Regions from separate parts of the Hordeum vulgare genome. Here region 2 is linked to region 1. A link is a contact called in public Hi-C data. All regions are on one chromosome and are shown on one strand. The core of a region is the stretch at or near the end of the contact, and the rest is flanking DNA. Distances in the headings are between cores, read along the strand shown.

Region 1 (5,964 bases), core at 2,373-4,872:
TTATAATAGTGAATTGACAAAAAGGCCTCTGACTCCTTATAATATACTAAATGAATTCCAGTGTAGCACATTTGTACGTGGGCTATTTGATCATGAAAATAATGGCCCCAAAATGATATGTGTACCATCAAAGGACTCTAAAATAATGGAATAACGAGACCTCTTAGTTGACGCATTAAGCACCAACTAGGAGAACGAACGGCCACGCGCCCACGTTCTCTGGGCCGGTCCAACATCATACGACATGGTCGCGCACACCAGGACACCTTGGTTCGCTCGGTCATGATTAACTGCTCGACGATTGACTAGTTGACAGAAAAATATGAAAAACAGAAATGTTTGTGAATTTTCACCGATTTAATTCCTTTTTTCGAAATTCAAAAAGTTCATGAATTTTAGAAAACTTTTCATGCTTTTGAAAAAAGTACATGAATTTATAAAATACTATAATAATTTAGAAAAAAATAATCATGGAGTTAAAAAAAGTTCACAAATTTTGAAAAAACAAGTCCACGGATTTGAAAAAAGTTCATTCATTTGAAAAAATTGCAAATTTTTTTAAAAATCATGGGTTTGGAAAAAAGTTTGTAACGTTGAAAAGAGCTCTTCAATTTGAAAAACATTCATGCATTTGGAAAAGGTTTGCAGATTTGAGAAAAGTTCATGGATTTTAAAGGTTTGCAAAACAAAATTGAAAAAGGAAAAAAGAAAATGGAGAAAAAAAAGAGAAAGCGAAAGGAAAGAAATAGAACTAAACCAGCCAAACAAAACAGAAAAAACAGGAAAGCCACTGTGTTATTTGGCGTTACATTTGAAGAAGAAGAAATAAGTAAAATAGGCAGAACGAGTACGGTGCCACTTGGTTACTGCGGTTTGAACTAAAACAAGAAGTGTGAACTTCGAATCACCTCACATACCCATTTTTTGAAGGCTAATAATAAAATTAAAAAAATATGTAAATGGGACGCGGGCCCAGGGCGGAGGGAGGTGTGCTCCGGTTGGCAAAATGGCCTATATCCGATGCTTAAAGGCGCTGATGGGAAGATAATGGCAGATAATTCACACATGTAGCAAGTAGGCATGAGGTTTAGAAGGAGCATTTGAACAGCAGATGCAACCAATAGATTTGTCAAGTTTCATCTTATGGATTTCCCCATAAAAATACAGAAAAATAACGGGCATTTACATTCCTCTAACCTTCCCACTATTGATATTTGCCCCTATTTTTTTGACATGCTCAAATTTGCCCATAAAATTTTTTTTAGGTCGCATGAATGTCTTTTCATCTGGTCAAAAATTGTTTGACCATTACTTTAAAAATCCATAACAAACTAATATAAACTAAGAAAAATGCAAATAACATATCAGTATGTTTAGACAAACATTACCTATATGTGCGTATCATTTGCATTCATGACAAAAGTACAGTTTCAATCTTTTTAGCATTAATACTCCCTTCAAACCCCATTAATTAGCATTGTAGCGTCATTTAATTTGGATCGGAGGAGTAACATTACTAATCTGTTAGGGTGAATTCAAAAGAATACATGGATAAGTGATGAGTGCAAATGACTTGCATGGACAGGAGATGTATTGGCGTCGCCTCCTCTCGGGCGACGCTAGGCCCCCCGAAGCCCTAGCCGCCAGAGCGGTTCCCTCCTTCCTCGGCCGCCGCTGCCGCCGGCAAGGGCCGCGGTGGCGGCGGGCCCTGCGCCTTAGAGCCAGAGCGGGTGGTGCCGCGGAGCCCCAGCGAGGCGGAGAGGCCGTCGCGCGCGGGGAAGACGGGGGCGGCGGTCAGGACGGCGGACCTGATGTGCGGCGGCGTTCGTGGCCCCATGGTCGGCCGTGGTCAGGTTGGATGGCGACGGAGGCGCTCCATCCGGCGAGGGCAGCGGCTGCGCGCAAGGGCGGTCATCGAGGGCTGTGGATCTGGCGTTTCCTGGCCCGATCCGTCACGGCTTGGACTTCTGCTGCCGGTGGCGTGAGGAGGATCGGTGTGGGGCGGCGAGGCCCCTGTCGGCATGCCGACGGCGGTCTTCGTCTACATGACGTGCCTCCCTCGGTTCCATTCAGCCACGAGATCGGGGGGTCGCGACTTCCGGTGAAAACCGCTCCGACCTCGGTCATGGCGGACGATGGCGGCGTCTAGGACGTCGTTACCAGCCCATGGCATCGTTGTTGTAGGTCGTGGCACCACACTCGTGATGCTCCGAGGGAAACCTTAGATCTGGATCTACCGGTCGGACGATGATGGCATCTTCGACGTCATTTCCCTCCCGAGGGCATCGTTTTGCAGTACATGCTGGGTGGACGGGACAAGAGGAGGAGCGGTGTTTGGTCTACCGTGAGCCATACGGTGTAGCCCGGCGGCATGGCGCTGCGGTGGTTCGTCGACAGGCACGTGTAGGCGGACACGTACAGGATGGTGGCGCTGTCTGGCACCGTGGTGGCGTCGACGGCAGACCTCGCAAGGATGATGCGTTTGTTCTAGCTCTGGAGAGGGTACGGTGGTAGATGGTGGAGGCGGCCTCTGCGCCGGACCAGTTTGGGATCCAGTCTCAGTGGTGGCTAGGCTGGAGCATCAGACTATAGATGTTAGGATTTGGTGCGATATCTGTTTGGTATTTGACCCGGATATTCAGCACACCTTCATCAAGGATGAGTAGCAACATGTGTTGTCTAGATGGTGGCTTCAGGCTAACTGATGTATTACTTTGTATGGTCTCTGTGAATAATTAAGAAAATGGTTGTATGCATCGTCTAGATGCAGAGGCCGGGGGGATATCCTCCTTTTCTTAAAAAAAAGATATCGTATTTACATTTTTTTATTTCATATGAATTTTTGAAGTAACGGTTGAACGGTTTTAAATGTTTTTCAGGGCAAATTTGAGCATAGAAAAAATTAAAGGTAATTATGAATAATGGGTTCGAGTTAGAGGCACGAGTGCAATTGGCTGTAAAGATAATTTCGTCTTATGGAACGTCAACAACGTGATGCTTACATGGAACTTTGCCATGAAACTTTGATAAAAGCAGGATCGCACAATTCTGATGTCAAATCGAGACAGTCCACCTACGTGACTTTACACCTATTTCGTTCCAGCTTCCTACATCTCACATCCCTGAACCTGAAGAGGCTTCTTTCCACCTATCTTTTTCTAGCTTCAGTTGGACGGTAGAAGATGATAGGAGCAGGTTGCTGCTCCATCCGCTGTCAGTGAATGTTGTGCACGTCATCTCAACGATGCTCCAGGATGGTCTTCCATCCAAAAAGAAGGGTGATCTCTGCTCGTGCAGATGTGCTAGCTCACACCTTTACGCCTGCTGTAAAAGAAAATTTGTACGGTTTCTCCGATATATACAGAGATAAAATCTCGTGACATCGTACGCCTTCTGCACAAGATCATCCACGAAAAAACTGGCCAGATGCTATCATGGATTCCCAACCAAAACCATGGATCAGAAAACACTTGTGCATGACAAGAACAACACGTACCCTCGCAAAAAAGAAAAAGAAAAAGAAAAAAAGACAAGATCAACACGTAGAGCCGGCTGGTCTTTTTGATCCTTTCTAAACTTTCTAGATGGATTCCCTCTGATAAGAGCCTCGGGCCGAGTGCTCCGTCTCAACTCTCAATCGACCGCCCGATTTTCTCCGGCCCCATCCATAGAAAAGAGCACAGTTCGCGCGTCCCTCAGTTCCACTCTGGCCCCTTCCACCTCAACGTTGTTTCATACCATCTCCTGTGTCATTCATCGTCCATGGCGATGGCTGCAGCGGGGGAGTGGTGGGAGGCAGCGAAGGCGGCCATCGCGGCGTACGCAGGACTGCCGCCGGAGGCGTTCATCACGGTGGTTGCGGTGATCGCCGGGCTTTACATGGCCGTCTCCAGCTCATTCGCGCGGCCAGCCCCGTTACCGCCGGCGCCGAGAAGGAGGGAGGCGGAGGACGAGAGGACGCTCGAGCCGCTGCCGCCACCGGTGCAGCTTGGTGAGGTGACGGAGAAGGATCTGGGGCTTTATGACGGGTCAGACCCCAAGAAGCCGCTCCTCATGGCCATCAAGGGGCAAATTTATGATGTCACGCAGAGCAGGTAGATGATCTCTCTCTCTCTCATATAGCCATGGAATTTCAGGACTATTTCTTTCAGTTATTCCGTTCCTTCCTTACCAATAAGAACATCTACGTTTCCTGAGAAATTCAAAAGGAAAAGTATTTTAATGAGTAGGGAGTAATAATCTTGATATGTATCAGAGCAAAAAGAAATTAGGGGTGGACCATTTAAATTATCGATAATAAATTGCCATGAGAAGTAATAAAATGGAGAATTTGTCAAATGGAAGGAAAATTCTCATGATTTTGGAATGGAGTTTAATCATTATATAAGGATGCCAGATCCCCCCCCCCCCCCCTTCTTTTGTTTACCTCGTTTCATATAATTCTCTTCCATGCCTACTTGACTACCATACAGTTTTAGAGGTGATCAATTAGAAAAGGACATAATTAACCTGCTAGGAGAAGACACCCTTACATGGAAACATTTTGACTTTGTCATGGCAATTATAGATTGATCAGATAGAACTGTCTGAAGCTAGAAACAAATGGTGTTTCCTTGTTAACTAAGTGGGCTGGTTCTTCACAATGATGAGATTTTTGTTTTGTTTGCATGATAATCACATACCCATTGTGGAATTATTCTCATGATCTGCACCTATATAGCTAATTGTGTTAACTTATCCCACATTTCGTGCTATTCAAACTTAATCACTTTGAAGTTTCAAACATCTTAATTTTATCAGCACTAACCATTGTATTGTAAATCAATGTATGCAACATATTTATTCTTCGTTCATACTTCTGCCTTCTTTGAGTTCTGCAGGATGTTCTATGGACTTGGCGGCCCATATGCGTTGTTTGCGGGCAGAGATGCGAGTAGGGCATTGGCAAAGATGTCATTTGAGCCGAGTGATTTAACCAGTGACGTTTCAGGCTTAGACCCTTTGGAGGTCGAAACCTTGCAAGAATGGGAGCAGAAATTCATGGGCAAGTATGTGAAGGTTGGAACAATAATGAAGACCGTTCCTGTCTCAGAGGAAGATGGTGCAGCGCACGCTCAGATGTCTGGAAGAGGCTTCAACGCAAACCCAATACAGAGCAACCATGAGTTGGTACCGGAAGAAACTAGAGCTGAAACTACAACTACAGGTCATGTAATTGCAATGGAGCAGCCACGGGAAACATCAGATGTGGCCCATGTAGGTGACCACAAAAGCATGCATGAACATGAAGTGGAGAGGCCAGAGGAAACGACCAGTGCAAATTTCAGGAACACGAGCAATACTGGAGATGGAGAAGAGCCTGCAGACGCTGGGGAGAAGGCAAAGCAAGCACAGATGTAGATGTGAACTGTAGCAGAAACCGTGAAGGTGCAGGAGAATCAAGGGGAGCATCAGGTGTTGATTAAAACAATGCAAACATCCATCCAGAAGTAGTCGAGAAACTAGAGGAAACAGCAGATATTGAGGTGAAGAATGCGTAGAGTTGTGCCTACTGATAATGACGCGTAGAGTTGTGCCTGTTTAAGAAGCAAGTAGAAATTTGACCTTGGAAGATGACTGATTCTTCCTGTTTCTGATCCAAACAGCACATCCTCTCAACTCTTACTCTGCAATGCTATCACTCATCGAAACAGGCGTCGCCCCGTTTTATATATAAAGCAACAACTGATTCAAATACACGGTCGAACGATACAAGTTGGTGAAGTGACCCTCTTAGAAAGCCGATCCCAAGATACATGATCACATAAACCGCAAGCGGCTACTGTGGGTATCTTTTTGATGGAGTAGACTTTGACAATCCGACTATAAACGTGCAAAGACGTCGCGCCTTAGCTGATGGGATTATAGCCCTAGGGTAGTGTCATAGGCCTGACCTATAAGTCCTATCCAAAGGCACCTCATTAT
Region 2 (5,964 bases), core at 1,906-4,405, 390 kb before region 1:
CAGCAGAAGGAGGGGCTTGGTGTGCTACAAGGAATACGTAATGGTCGACAAGGCCCCTCTGTTTCTCATCTACTGTTTGCTGATGACAGTATATTTTTTGCTCGAAGTGATCATAGGACAGTGCAGGCTCTCAAATCGGTCATCAATTCCTATTGTCAAGCTTCTGGGCAGAAGGTTAATCTTCAGAAGTCTTCCATTTTCTTTGGTCATAGCTGTCCCCCTACTCTCAAAGCTGAGGTGATGCATCAACTGGAGGTCACAAACGAAGGTATGCAGGATTTCTATCTCGGCATGCCCACTGCTGTGGCTCGGGCCTCTACATCATCTTTCAACTTTTTGACTGATCGAGTATGGCGGAGTGTTATGCGCAATACGGGCAGGCCGCTTTCTCGAGCTGGAAAGGAGATATGGCTTAAAGCTGTTGTGCAAGCGATCCCCAATTATATCATGAGCTGTTTTCAGGTCCCTGTTACGACATGTGATAAGATGGTTGGAAGTATTGCGGATCATTGGTGGGGATTCGAGGATGGACGCAAGAAAATGCATTGGAAGTCTTGGGAGTGGTTGTCCTCACCCAAAGCTCTTGGTGGTTTAGGCTTCCGGGATTTTGGGATCTTTAACCAAGCGATGCTGGGGAAACAAGCTTGGAAATTAGCTATTGATCCCACTTCTTTGTGTGCTCGTGTTCTCAAGGGGCGCTATTACCCGGATGCTGATTTCATGACTGCGGGGAAACCAAGATCATCTTCTTTTACTTGGCGCTCTATTATATTTGGGCGAAAGTTACTTAAGATTGGTATGAGATGGAATGTTGGCAATGGAGAGAATGTCTCTATTATGAGAGATAATTGGATCCCAGGTTTCCGTCAAGGTTCTTTCCACTCGCTGTTTCCCATTCCTGATTCTACTAGGGTTCGATATCTTATGAATGATGAAGGAACTGCTTGGGAGGAAGATACCGTCAGAGCGTTTTTTCATGGAGATTTAGCTAAGGCTATTTTGCAGATTCCTATCAGTCGGCGGGGTTGTCTTGATTTCATCTCTTGGCTGCATGATCGCTGTGGTCAGTACACGGTACGTTCTGCATATAATATGGCTCGGACGCCAAGTTTCTTCTCCACATATCAAACTGCTGGAAGGGGGTCAGGTTCGGCCGAGGAGAAGCATCAGAAAACTCTCTGGTCTATTGTCGCGCCTGGCAAAATGAAGGTAGTTCTTTGGCGCATGGCCCATGGTTGCTTACCGACAGGACATCAGTTGGTTCATCGTCATATTCCAGCGGATGATAGGTGCATTTTCTGTGGTGACACTGAGCGGGTTGAGCATCTGTTTCTATTCTGCCCATTTGCACGACGTCTATGGGATGGAGTTAAGTTGGTATACCCTCTTCATCTTCTCAGGAAGGACTTGCACAATATGAAGCAGTGGATATTCGAGTTCATCAACCGTGAGGCGAAGCTTCATGCCACGGTTCTTGCGGTTACTGCATGTCACATTTGGGAATCACGGAATGATTGTCGCAATAATGCGGCACAACTCAGTGTGTCACGCGTGGTGGCTCGTGTGTTGGCATATGTGCAGATGATTGTGCAGCATCTGTGGCCTAACCCATCAAACCAGCCCCTTCCGACGGTTGATCCTCCACAACGATGGCCTCTACCTCCCATGGGCTTTGTTTGTGTTAATGTTGACGCTGCTCTATTTCCTGACACTCGTCGTATGGGGTGTGGTGTGGTCTTGCAAGATCATTCCGGGTCTTTCATCATGTCTGTGAGCGAAGGTATGTCCATTTTCCCTACTCCGGAGTTGGCGGAAGCAATGGCTGTTCGACGGGGTTTATTGACAGCTCACAGCAGGGGTGTTCATCGGATCATTCTGGCATCGGATTGACTCTCCTTGATTCAGCGCATCTCTTCGCCTGGGATGGATCGTTCCACGTTGGGAACGGTGATAGCGGATATCAGATCGATGGCGTCGGACTTTCAGTCTTGTACGTTTCAGTTTCATCGTCGTAGTTCTAATGTGGTCGTACATAAATTGGCTCGGAATGCCGAGCCATCATCTTGTAATATTTCTGTTGGTGTTATTCCGAGCTTGATTCGGGATGAACTTTGTAATGACATCCCTTGATCAATAAAGACCATATTATCTAAAAAAAAAGATGCCAATCGTCGGTCATTGCGCAACTTCTGATCATGATGTAATTACTATCGGTCACCACTCCCACTATCTTGGGCCATTGCGGAGGCGAGGGAAGAAAGTGTTGGAATATTACTCTATTGCAGCATACGTATAGATTAATTTCAGAACGATTAATTTCAACACATAGAGTCAAGAAAGTGTTGGAATATTAACCTCATTTAGGCGTATGCGTGCACGATTGTTTCGATAGCAACCTTAATTTTCCGATTTGGTTTTGTATATTTTTTAGGTGTACTGTTCATGCGGGTGTAGGTGCATCCCGGAGTAGAAAATCCAGTCTCAAGGGTGTGGCTGCTTCTGGATGTACGTACCCTACATGAACAATGCACTTGGAAAACATAAAAAACAAGTTTGAAAAAATCTAAATATTTTTGACACCAAGCTAGATGAAAAGTTTTGGCATTGTGTAAAATTTCGTGACCAAATAACATTTCAAGAGCCCTCAGCAAAAAAACAAAATCAATGTTGAAAAGTGAACAAAACTTTGAAGACTGTCTTTTTTTTTTTGTGAGCTCTGCTCGAATGTTATTTTGTCATGAAATTTCGCAAGCATCTAAAACTTTTGATTAGTTTGGTGTCCCAAAATTTCAGATTTTTTCGATTTGGTTTTGTATAATTTTAGGTGCACTGTTCATGCGAGTTTAGGTGTATCCGGGAGTAGAAAATTCAGTCTTAATATCCGTTTCGGCATGTCATGTTGGTGGCTCACACGACCTGGACACTTAATCCAGACACCACACGCCCATGAAAATAGGACAAGCAAGCATGAGAGAGAGAGAGATAGCAGATGGTTTCTTCTCGGACATTGCCATCCCTTGTACTTCCAAAATTAGACAATGCCTTTTGATTGACGGGGTCTGTGCGGTCTGGAGGCCATGCATCTCCTATCTTCGCTCCCAAGGTCACCATGCCCCGCCCTTTTTAAAGCGTGGCCCATCGCTGTCCCCATCTCGTTCTCGAGATGCCACGCTGGTTCCTCTGAAGGAACGCCTTGCCCTATCGATCGCCGACCAGCCGGAGGAGACGCGCCTGAATAAAAAGAAGCCCGTGCGTCCTCATTGCTCGGCCGATCACCGGCGCGGATCACCATGTCTTTCACCGGCACGCAGGACAAGTGCAAGACGTGCGACAAGACCGTCCACTTCATCGACCTCCTCACCGCCGACGGCGTCTCCTACCACAAGACATGCTTCAAGTGCAGCCACTGCAAGGGGACCCTCTCGGTACGCTCTGCGCGCCTGGCCCCGGCTATAGATTTTTTTGTCGAATCCAACCGCAAATATGTTTCGCTTTTCTGAATTATATATACCACGTCTGTGCAAAATGGGAATCTTGGCGTTTCATTTTCTGCATGGCCGCCTCTAGATGTGCAACTACTCTTCCATGGATGGTGTCCTCTACTGCAAGACCCATTTCGAACAACTCTTCAAGGAGACGGGGAGCTTCTCAAAGAAATTTACGCCAGGTAATGTGAAACCGCAGTCCTAGCAATACTGCTAACCAATGGATATTCTGACCTTTTGTTCCGTTGCTCAGGTGGCAAATCCGCGGAGAAGAGCGAGGTACAGTTCCAGCATGCAAACGTCGCATATGCCCTTTCTCAGCAATTGTTCGCCAATTCCCATCGCATCTGTTAATGGTAAATTATTTACATCGCTAATTCAGAATCTCCTGCAGGCAAAAGCTCCAAGCAAGATGTCATCTGCCTTCTCTGGAACTCAGGATAAATGTGCGGCCTGTCAAAAAACCGTGTACCCATTGGAGAAGGTATAAGGGGAAAGTTGTAGTGTTAACTTCGATAGTGGAGCAAAACACAGATATCGATCTAGTTGCCAAATATAAACGCAAGGTCTCAATTAGTTTTTGGTAAATCATGACCACATTATTGCAAATCTTTACTTTTCTGTTCAGCTATCCTTGGAGGGAGAATGCTACCACAAGGGCTGCTTCAAGTGCTCGCATGGTGGCTGCATCCTGACGACCTCCTCGTACGCTGCGCTCAACGGAATCCTCTACTGCAAGATCCATTTCTCACAGCTGTTCAAGGAGAAGGGAAGCTACAACCATCTTATCAAGACCGCACAAACAAAGAAAGAGAACGAGGAGGCTGCCGCCGCAGCGGAGGCAGGGGCGGAGCCAGCTGCAGCAGCAGAGCCCCCACAAGATGAAGCATAGAGCAAAGATTAGGAGCAAAGCAAAGGGGGAAAAACAGAACCAAATATATATATATATATATATAAAGCCTCCACAATTGACAGATAGTAATTTGCAATACTTCCTTCCCTGCTTCCGTTTTTGTACGGTCTCTCAAAGCTTGCTTTTGTTCAAGCTGGAATTGTATCATTTCTCGGAAACTTGTCACCTGACATGAAACTATTGGTTTGCACAGCCAAAAATATTACTATGCATTGAATGGATATTTTCTTTGAATTCTCAGAACATAAGCGACAAAGACATTTCTTTAAGGGCCACTTTGACTCAAAGGATTTTTAAAGGAAATCTGGAGGATTCTAGGGCTTCTAGCCTACATTTGACATTCCAAAAATTCCTGGACACGAGTTTCCTTTCGTGTATGATGTTTCACATACTTGTGTAGTTCCTTTTACCTTTCGTAGATTGCATTTCGGTATTTCTTTATGACATCCGAGATGTATCTCTGGAGGATACATTTTTTTGCATACCACGGTCTGTTAAAATGTTGTGCATCATTACCCCGCAAAAAAAAAAAATGTTGTGCATCATTCTTATGGCCGCCATTCATATATATTCCCTCTGTTCTTAAATGTAAGTCTTTTTAGAGATTTCATCGGAGGATTACAATGTACATACTAAAATATGTCTACATACATTCGTATGTAGTTTTCTTGTAAAACCTTTAAAAAGACTTATATTTAAAAACGGAGGGAGTACATGCAATGAGAATATTTGTTGGATTAGTAGCCCAAGCCTTTTCCTCTTTCCTACAGTTCAATCTCGGGGCCAGATTCCATTCATGGGGGTCGATTGTAAAAGCCCAAGAGCATCACATTTATTAGAAATTCAGTGTGCATCATGATAATCTCATAACCATCATTCTACATTCATCTTAATCTGAAAATATGGATTAATTCAACCCTCATGTTTTTAAAGGGCTAAACCCCTATATTTGCGAGTTGTCCAACATATCGGCCCACCCAAATTTTATTAAAGATTAAAAGGGTATAATTCAAATTTTGGATTAAAATAATAAAAATGTAAAATTGATAATACACATATAATTTTTATCTATTTAAATCAAGGACTTTACACGATGAATGCTCTTGAAAACCTATATTTAGCCTTCTAATATTATTAGGAAACTACAATAATTATTTCATAAATTTTGAAGCAATATATAACACACTTAGAGTTTAGCTCCAAATGTTAATTTATATGGACTTATAATCATCAAATATTTAAACATATTTAAAAAATATTGGTTTTCTATGTCGCTTGGAAATACCTTAGAGAGGCTTCACCTAATTTTTCATAAATTTTGAAGCTACTTTGATGGGGACTGCTAGGCATTCACAGATGGATTTGAAGTAACCATCCACCACCCTTTTAGCCGTCGGATGTATACGCGTGCACCGTCCGATCACCAGCTTGATCGCCTCAGTGGCTCTGTCCACCACACAAAATCCTGAAACAACGCTCTAGTTGCAGAAACAAGCACACTGCTACGTCGTCCGGCTGACGGGTTAAAAAGTGACCGACGGGTCTTTTGCAACATAGATTATGTTG

Evidence for each region. A called contact is a pair of places that touch in the nucleus more often than the background predicts.
Region 2: a contact with region 1 is called in a Hi-C map of leaf, with 3 times the contacts expected there. The contact joins the promoter of LOC123403479 here to the promoter of LOC123402068 in region 1. A contact is called at or near these places in 2 of 6 Hi-C or Micro-C datasets (both in leaf).

Annotation. Positions count from the first base shown.
Region 1 is chr6H:393,658,280-393,664,243 of MorexV3_pseudomolecules_assembly, reverse strand. LOC123402068 (membrane steroid-binding protein 1-like) reads left to right here and starts at 3,622. Exons shown (of 2, transcript XM_045095930.1): 1 at 3,622-4,094; 2 at 4,881-5,736. The coding sequence starts at 3,763. The coding sequence ends at 5,400.
Region 2 is chr6H:394,050,874-394,056,837 of MorexV3_pseudomolecules_assembly, reverse strand. LOC123403479 (LIM domain-containing protein PLIM2b-like) reads left to right here and starts at 3,155. Exons shown (of 5, transcript XM_045097416.1): 1 at 3,155-3,425; 2 at 3,568-3,667; 3 at 3,739-3,764; 4 at 3,880-3,969; 5 at 4,114-4,632. The coding sequence starts at 3,291. The coding sequence ends at 4,377.